Linked DNA regions of Zea mays: region 2 is linked to region 1. A link is a contact called in public Hi-C data. All regions are on one chromosome and are shown on one strand. The core of a region is the stretch at or near the end of the contact, and the rest is flanking DNA. Distances in the headings are between cores, read along the strand shown.

Region 1 (4,861 bases), core at 568-3,067:
CTGGCCGAATCGGTCTCGATCGCGTCGTACCTGGCCGGCGGATCGGGTCGTCCGTCCGTGATCATACAAACGGACGCGCGTGGCCGGTCTCGTCGTGTGGTGCATGGCAGTGGCAGTCCGGAGTCCGGGATGGAGTGCAGTGGACGGGTGATTGGACTTGGCGAGCCAGAGCTCCTATAGGCCCCAGAGAACCTAGGAAGCCTACTACTTGAAGCTACTAGTCGCTAGTACTAGTCCGCGCGCGAATGGGTCTTTTACCCACGTTGGTATCAGTAGAGGTCTCTCCTTTTGCAGAAATTCATTTCGACGATGATGAATGAGGAGTACTGCCACTGCCACCAGTCACCTTTCCCGCTCGATCTATCGGGCAGAGCGAGGGCTGGCGAGAGCCTCTGCCTCTTGGGCAGTCGTCGTCACCACCAGCAGCGGACCGCTCCTGACGGCAAAAGAAACGTTGCCGCACGTACCGTATCGTCTTGTGTCCAGTCCAGCCACGTACGTAGAGGAGCTCCCTGTGATAATGCACTGGCCGACCGGCGAATGCAACCACCAAGCTAAGGCTATCCGCACTCATACTACCCTATTTCTCTACCCTAAAAGGAATATTCCATCATGGTCAGTGAGATTTTGTACTCTATCCAACAATTATCCGTGATCACGATTACCCTATATATCCACCCTATACGTCCCTGGGCCCACCAGCAGGCAGAGCAGGCAGGCGCTGCTGTCCCGTCCCTGGGCCCACCTCTGCTCCGGCGAGAGAGAGAGCAGCAGCATTTAGCGTAGGCGATCACGAGCGCTGTATTTGGCGTCCGCAGTGCTGGAGAGAGAAGATAGAGTTGGATTTACAGTCACCGCTGCAGGCCTCCAGCTACTGCAAAAATTTACGGGTTCCATTTCCAGCTCTCCGGTGTGGGCAGCCTCATAAGCTAAGATCGGACGTCGAGATCGCTGATCGACTGCCATGTGCAATTAACGAACCAACCCATACTAATTTAAGCACATCAACCAAGATACGATACGGTAAGACGGCGAGATCGTTGCTGTAGTTATACTATCTAGGAGTATCGGACTACTACTACTGCTGCATGTACCACCCTAGCTAGCCCATGGTCGTTGCAGCCAAGCGCCCGAGCCGGAGCGATTCACGCCCGTCTAAACTAAAAAAAAAATTAAGTTCAAAGAAAAATTTAGACAATTCATTTATATTATATTTCAACTTATATTACATTTCAATAGTAACGTTAAACGTGTAGTTGTTATTAATAATTACCACGACCGATGGATGTCCTATTGTCCTTGCCAAAAAGAGAAGTAAAAAAATGAAAAGTAAAATGTGCAGCCAGCCTACCCTTCAAGCCCAAGGGATTTGCCACTTGCTGCTGCGTCTCAACTACCGATCTATCTATGGCACTAACGGCTAATTTAGAAATCATATTTTCCTACCGCGTTTTTATTTTTCCAAATAAAATTATTTATTTTCTCTTATAAAAATAAAATAAAAATCATTCCAGAAAATAGAGTTGTCAAACTAGCCCTAATAGTCTACTTCCTCCGCGTGTTCTTCAGATAACGGGGGTAGAGACGTACGTGCCAGCCTCGACGTACGTCATGGCGAGTCCCTACGATACAGAGTTTTTTTTTTTTGTTTAGATAATTTTGGCACTAATATCCGTTTCTGTAGCCACTCCGAGTCCGAGCGCAGCAGCAGGCGCATGCATGTCATGCCAGGTCGATGGCGCAGTGGGGAACACATGCGTGCGTGCGTCAGCGGATTGTTGCGCAGATTGGGCACAGGTCACGCACGCCGCCCGTGACCATCCCCTACCCCGGCCTCCGGACCCACCCGCAGAGACCGGACCGGCGTGGTGTGGGCGCCGGCAGCCGTTGCAGCAGTACATTTACGCCTCTGTTTCTGACCACTTCCTACTCCTCAGCATCGTTGCCAATTCAGCAGAGCATGTACGATGTGTATGAGGTTGTGTCTAAGAGACTAAAATGTAAAAGACACATCTTTTGACAAGACCCTGTGTCTTGTCTCTGTGCTCAAGACAGAGTACTAGTTAATTGATCAATTTTAATTTATTAAATGCTATAATTGATGTAACGAATATAACAAGCACAATTTTTAGACACGTGAACTATATTATGTTTTAGTTATGTCTTACTCCCTCCGTTTCTTTTTATTTGTCGCTGGATAGTTACACTATCCAGCGACAAATAAAAAGAAACGGAGGGAGTATAATTCTAGTATCGTACAACAATGTACACGTGGTTTTCCTTCCCTTTGCTACGTCGATGGTAGGTAGGAGTTGTCAAGTTGAGTATGAGGAGCATACTCCTCCACCTCGCGATGCATGCAGAGAGAGGGAGAGCGAGCGACGACATGGATGACCTGCGGCTGCCACTGCCAAACACATAGTTGTATTGTACGTGCTACTACCCTACAGCAAAACTGTTTTGCTAACCTACAGGTACGCTACAGCCACAGGTGAAACGTGGCACGCCATGCGGCCGCGAGCCCCTGCCGGCTCGACTGCGTCTGCGGCTCCCACTCCCAGTGGCCAGTGCGTGGCGCCGCGCGTCGGCGTCACGTGGCCGAGCCGCGCGCCCCGGCGAACGTAAAGCGACGCGGCAAGGGCACGCAACGGTGGCGCTGTTACCGCGGCACGCGCCCGTCGTAATCCTTGTTTATGACCTGCTACTACTACTTCTCTACAGCGCATTCCACAGTTGCCATTTACGCGTCCGGCCGGCCCTGTGCGGTGCAGGCCACACTGCGGGCGCCGGGCGGGGGCACGGCCATGCATGCATGCACGCACGCACGCAGACGCAGCTCTGCTCTGCGAGTGCCGCCGCTTCTGGGCACTGTTGGACATTTCACGCGCGGAGGGGAAAGCGGACGGCCGCCGGCCAGGCCAGCGTGCATGGTGCATGCATAGCAGGCTGCCTGTGCTGGGCACTGGCTGCACGGGAGCGGCGCGCGTGCCAGTGGCAGGCAGGGCGACGCAAACGGCCATGCGCGCGCCCGCTAGATTTCCCTGGCCCCGGCCGCTGTGGGCGCGCGCCTGCGCCCGTGCCGGCCCGCCCTCGGCAAGGGAACAGAGCAGCGCATGCAGAGGCAAGCAAGTCACGCAGCGCCCACATGCGCAGGGCGAGTGGGTGGGTGGGTGGGTGCGCCGTGCGGCCGCGTGGGCTGGCGGGGCGCCCCAGCACCACCCAACCAGTGCGCGCGTGAGAGGCGAGCGGGGCGGGTGGGTTTCGCCGCCTTTTTGGGTCAAACTCCCGCGGTCGCGGGAGGGTTGGGCTCGGCTCCAACGAGCAAGGCGCGCGCCGGCACGCGGGCTTGGGCAGCGCGGGCAGGCAGGCTCGCGCAGGGCAGAGTGGAGTGGAGGACGCTGCGCACGGACACGCCTCCGAGTCCGCGCCGGCCTCGCCTGGGGTTGGCTGGTGGTTGGGCAGGACGGTCGTCGCCGCCGTCCCGAGGCAGCATGTGTGGTGCAGAGCGGGAGGGAGACGAGACTGGTTGGGAGTTGGGGGTTGGGAACTCGGATCGGTCGTCGGCTAAGCTGTTACCACGGCTGTTGACGGATTGTTCACGCCCATTGGTTTGTACTCCGTACGTATTCCGTCACGGGACCCGGTAGTAACATGGAATAGCTCGTACATGCGGGCACCGCGCATACGCCCGAGCATTTCAAGTTTGGGACGTTGGAACTACCGCCAGCAGGACCGTCCTTCCCAGTTTTCAAGCCCCCAACACCCCAACAGCATCGTCACGAGCCTTCCCTATGCTATCTCGTAATCATATTTAAACTCTACTAAACTCTACTATACGAACAGTACATTCTACAATACAGAACAGTATTGTTAGGACCATGCTTCGTCGTCGAAGGTCCGGCGGGAAGAAACAGCTCCGGCTAAAGCTACTTATACATGATGACCGAAGCTACCACTCATGAAGCTTCGGTGTTATAGCGTATCCGAAGATGAAGGGTCGAACCGACTTAAAGATAGAATGACATTTTAGTCCATAAGGGTCTGAGTCATTGTTGTAAACTTTTATAAGGGGCATAATTGTAATTCCTTACAGGCTGTGTCCTGTGCCTATAAATAGTGAACATTATTTCTTTACTGTTCACGTATTCCTGTAATTGCAAACACATTGCTCGGGAATTATTATCTGTCAAGACAAAGGTATAAATGTACCTAAAGATTATGTTATGATATTTTAGATTCATATAATAAAATATGTGAATAATGTTACTTCTTTCTGATACATCTATCTTTAATGTTTCATGTTTTATATATTATTCCATATTATTTTGTAAGTTTAATCACGAAGATGCGACCTTCGTGATATTCTGCTCATGGTCTTCGTCCGAAGTTCATTAAATCCTTGAGGGAGATAATGCTACAGCGGACGAATTGCATTAATATTTAACATTTTATGTTGCCTTGTTCTTAATTCATAGCATTTGAGAACAAGTCCCCAACATTGGCGCCCACCTCCGGTGAACTCACTTCCACTTTCCTGAGACAATGTCTTCGTTCAAGAACCAAGCTGGAACTGCTTCGACTCCAAAGCTGATTCTCCCGATAACAGACGGTTCATGCTCAGAGCCGGCTAACAAGAAACAGAAGAAGGAGGCGCAGAGAAGAGTACAACATGTAGGGGTACAAGGACCCTTCATCAAGTCAAGATGGTCTCACATTCCAATTACCTTCTCTCAAGAGGATCTTCAGCTCAAGGATTACCCACACAATGATGCTATGGTTATCTCTTGTGTGATCAAAGGATTTCTGGTCCATAATGTTTTGGTTGATACAGGCAGTGCAACTGACATCATATTTGCTAAGG
Region 2 (5,033 bases), core at 820-3,319, 240 kb before region 1:
TTCTTCGGACCAAGTATTATTATAGTATTAATATTCCATCCCAACATGCCCAAGCAAGCAATCCTGAGCATACATTGGGCCTCAAAGTAGAACCTTTTGGCTATCGAGTCAAACACTACTCCAGGCATCTCGGCACACACTGCAGCGTCGTGCCATGGAGACTTTCACCGTCACGGTCTGGCACGTGCCGTTCCATGTCCACATCATGGATGGTATGGATGGATCGATGGCACACAACACAATCCATGGCCACCTGAGACGTCCCTAATCGGCACAGAGTAAAAGAGAGATGATTATGGAAGACTAAATTAGATCTATACTAGAATAGAGGTCTGGACCAGTTACAAATTGGTTATCGAGTTAATTCCACATATTTTGCTAACAAATCTCGCTAAAAATTTAAACCCTAACTAATTCTGTGCACGAACAAACCGTTCGCGTCGCCACCGCGGACAGTCCGAACAGCGGACCATCCGACCCTAGGGGCGGACAGACCATAGGGCAATTTTAGTGTTCAATGGTTCAGCTTTTTCTGAGAAGTTTTTCTGAGAATCTGACTGTTGCAGAGAATTTGGTTGTGTAGAGAATCTAAGTATTGTGGAGATTACATACGGAGTAAGATAAAAAAAGTCCATATGGTTTAGGATGTATAAAATGACGATTTCCTACTCGGTCGATTCGGTGTTTACATTGATTTTAGACAATTTTGACTAAAGTGGTTCTCATATAACGAGTTAAAAAGTTAGACGTTTGATAATCTACATCAACTTTTGATAACTAGAAGCTGAAAAAAACTGAAACAAACAAGTCCATAATCTGTGAGATGTCTAGGCTCTTGCTGCCTGGTCTAGCTGGTGGTCAAATATGCAAATATGTTCGTTTCGTTTCTCGCACGAAATGTGTTCTCCTTTTTTCCCACTCGTCATACAATACAACTCAATGGGCCGCTACTGTGCTTCTTGGGCCTCGTCTGTACGAATGAATGTGTCATAGTAGTAGATGGAGCCCAACATAATTTGCTGCTGGCATGATGATAATACGACAAGGGAAGAGAGGTTTCCAGCGAAAAGAAATGTACTGAATTTTTTTGGTAATCTTGGGACCAAGCATTATTGTATTAATATTCCATCCCAACATGCCCAAGCAAGCAATCCTGAGCATATATTGGGCCTCAAAGTATTGGCTCATCCTCTCACGTGTCAAACACTACTCCAGGCATCTTGGCACTCACAGCAGCGTCGTGCCTAGAGATGGCAACGGGTACAAACCCGTCGGGTTTTGCTATCCCAAACCCGTACCCGTAAAAAATATTTACGTCCATTAAAAAACCCGTACCCATGACGGGTTTGAAATTTTGCCCAAACCCGTACCCATCGGGTTAGCGGGTACCCACGGGTTACCCGCGGGTTTTATCTCCAATATGTTTATTCTTTTTATAATCAATAAGTATTGTAATGATTAATGAGATCATGGTCCAAAATTTATGTAATGAACAATGAGTTCATGATTTGGTATAAAAATATTAATAGAGAGAATTAAATACAAATAATAAGTTGTATAATCAAGTTACCTTGCACTAGGTTATACATCCACCACATATATAACACTAGTAATAACTATAATAGCAAGAAAGCAACACTCTCACCAACTACTTATACATTCACTATTTGATAAAAATTAGGAAGTAAATAGGTAGATAACAAGTTTGTTGTTCGTTTATAAAATAAAATGACAATATGCACTATGTTTGTCGGGTTTAAAAAACCCACGGGTTCACGGGTTTGGGTACTATAGGAACAAACCCGTACTCATAAACCCGTCGGGTATACATTTATGCCCATTAACAAACCCATGGGTATGAAAATTGACCCAAACCTGTACCCTAATGGGGTAAAAACCCATCGGGTTTCGGGTTTCGGGTACCCATTGTCATCTCTAGTCGTGCCATCCAGGCATCTTGGCACTCGCAGCAGCGTCGTGCCATGGAGACTTTCAGCGTCACGGTCTGGCACGTGCCGTTCCATGGCCACATCACAGATGGATATGGATGGATCGGTCGCACGCAAGACAGTCCATGTGAGGCTAGCTGCGGCCCCATGCTGCTGATGCTTGCTGGCAGGCAAGCACCTCACACCTCCCATCCGATCATTTTGTTGTGTAGTGCCTTCTCCCTTCCTTTTTTTAAGGATGTGTTTGATTAAGCAGTGAAGTAGAATAAATCAACTTCATTCTAGTTTTTTAAATATTTGTTTTTTTTTAAAAAAAAGAGTGGAACGGCTTCTAATATCTTTATATAAAATTTACCATAAAAAGTTGGAATGCTCCCGCTCCACCAAAATGATCGGATACGAGTACTCTCCTCTCTTTTTACTCTCTATATTTATATGCCCTCTAACTAAACAAAGAACGAAGCGAATCTGCTCTATTCTATTCTTCAACCAAACAAAAAATAAAGTGACTTTGTTCTGCTTGCCAAACGAAGAATTGAACGACTTCATTCTAAAAAACTAGAATGGAACCGCTCAATCCTAATTGACTCTCCAACTAAACATATGTCTTGATGGTCCAAAAGAGACATAGACTGCTCTTACAACCTCCTCAAAATATTTTTTTTGATTTTTTCTGCTTCACGCAATAATCCCATAGCAAAATGTTAACATCCACATTGACAAGGTGAATCCAATGTGAGTGGCATGACTCAAATTTCATGGCGAAAGAGAGAGAACACACCATCTGCCATATATATCTTTGAACCGGCAGTGTCATTTTGTGCCGTCGTATGATGGCATGCATGCATTGCTTGTTGTTGGTAAAACACATCGACGCTAAAATGATTTTTGAAGCCTTGCTCCGCTTCTTGTGTTCAGTATGGAATATAATATAGTTACCATGGTTCATGTGGACGTCGTGAAGAAAGCTCATGCAAATGAAGTGTCACATTCGTGCAAAGAAGCAAGGCACTCCTACGTACTTAGATGGTACATCATGTATATATTGCAGACTCGCACATCTATAGTGACTAGTGAGAGCTTCAGTTTGATGATGCCCAGATATTGATCAATTGAGATATTAGAAGAAACCAAATCAAATTAGTTCATAACTTGGATATTATGTAACACTTCAAATGTGGCTAATTTTTTTATGCTATCTCCATTTCATTTGCATATTTATTTGTTATCGACTCACAACACGTGATTGTTGTTAGAAATATAAATAAGAGTCATCGGAATATCCTAGATCTAATTCAATAAGGACTTTTCTTGTACTCCAAATCTACATATATGTAAATTAATTAATAGGTGGTCGAGGTGGAGGCGCTCGTGGGTAAGCTAGATGCGATCGGCTGCAACAGACAACCTGCGATGGACGGGGTCTATAGGTGATCAAGCGGGTACGATCAAGTGTCAACGTCCTGGTCTAGAAAGGCAAGCCACATCCGACTCCACCAAGTGCATAGATCAACTCCAACAATATTAACTACACCATCTATATCGATAACCTTGTTCACCATTAGCCTACGTTTATCATCACCGATGATCTTCATCAACATCATGAGCAGCGAGACCAAATGCAACATATCATAAGGGGTATGCATAATGATTATAAAAGACTAGTACGTACTTTTGATAAATCTACTATTACAAATTTTCCTTCGCATGAGGTTGAATTGGGGGAAAACACACGTGATTCATCGACTACATGTTGTCACGACCAGTCACAACCCCTTTACGGGATGCCGATAGACACGTATCGTGGGCAACCGCAGCCTCCTACGCAAATCGGCGGTAAATTCGCCGATCTGCGCACGTCCGGACTGTGCGCGTATGGGCGCGGACCGTCCGGGCCAGCGACGGCCGATTCTGATTTTAGAAACAAAATACCAAGACCTACACCTGAGCCACCACATACTGTGCAAACCCTAAACTATCCAGTCAGACCATCCGCACATGGCACCGGACCATCCGAATACAACACAAGACGGTCCGGCCATATGGCCGGACAGTCCGCGCACGCAACCGAACGGTCCGCGTACCTAACCGGACGGTCTGGTGTGGAGTTTTTTTGAGGAAGAGTTTTATCCAACTCCGCATCCGTCCCAGCTAAACTTCCCATCGCACTATACAATGCACCAGCACCATTGTATAGCATACCAAACCCATGGGGGCCAGTACTTTCCGGGCCCCTCCTAAAAGGCCGAAAAGGAATGGCCAGTCCTATGAGCCGAATAGGGCAAGTACTAATGCGCCACAAAACCCAAACCAATGGGGGAAGACAACAAACTAATATCCAAACAATTTCACTCATGTTGGACTAGAGAGCCTGTGGTCTCCCACCGGCTGCCATTGATATATTAAGGGAAGAAATAGCCGGGGTGTTTCGAGATAAGCTCAGAGTAAGCATGGTCCCTGGGGGGCAGTCATATCGGAGACCTTATGATAGCTGATTTAACCATCACCCATACCCACAGGGAACCAGGATATCCGAATTCGCGAAATTTTTGGGTGACCAAGGAAAGAGCACGCGCGAGCACATAGGCCAGTTCCTAGCACAATTAGGAGAATTGGCCGACACAGAGGCGTTCTATGTGTGTTTGTTTTCATTATCATTAACAGGAACTGCATTCGCATGGTATGCCACAGTCCCTCCTAATTCTATTTTGTCGTGGGGAGATTTAAAAAAAATTCATGATCATTTTTTCTCCAGCGATTATGGCCTTGCGACAAGGGAAAGATGAATTGGTTAATGATTACATCTGGAGGTTCTAAGATACAAGAAACCGATGTTTCCAAATCTAGTTAGCAGAAAAACAACTAGCAGGATTAGCTTTTAATGGATTACGCTATTATTTAAAAGAAAGATTAGAAGGCGTCCAGTTTTTTACGCTAGCACAATTACATCAGAGAGCTTTAGCTTATGAAAGCTGAAGCAAAGAAACTGCCAAAACGATTCATCACAACATCCATATAGTAGAATGTGACCAGAGTAGCTCGAACAACGAATCAGAAGAGGTTTACGCTGCCGAAATGGTTTGG

What was found. Hi-C and Micro-C count contacts between places; a contact is called where the count stands out from the background.
Region 2: a Hi-C map of tassel shows a contact between it and region 1, with 2.9 times the contacts expected there. The contact joins two enhancer-like sites. A contact is called at or near these places in 2 of 25 Hi-C or Micro-C datasets (bundle sheath and tassel).

What each region holds. Positions count from the first base shown.
Region 1 is chr4:209,008,052-209,012,912 of Zm-B73-REFERENCE-NAM-5.0, reverse strand. No RefSeq gene overlaps it. Among protein-coding and RNA genes, the nearest start is that of LOC103655879, 65 kb to the left of the region's middle. Within about 2 kb of position 1,817, at least 20 of the 20 cell types and tissues checked have an H3K27ac peak or open chromatin away from gene starts, as enhancers often do. A contact at or near this core is called in tassel, where this site is marked.
Region 2 is chr4:209,244,732-209,249,764 of Zm-B73-REFERENCE-NAM-5.0, reverse strand. No RefSeq gene overlaps it. Among protein-coding and RNA genes, the nearest start is that of LOC100276990, 94 kb to the left of the region's middle. Within about 2 kb of position 2,069, at least 16 of the 20 cell types and tissues checked have an H3K27ac peak or open chromatin away from gene starts, as enhancers often do. A contact at or near this core is called in tassel, where this site is marked.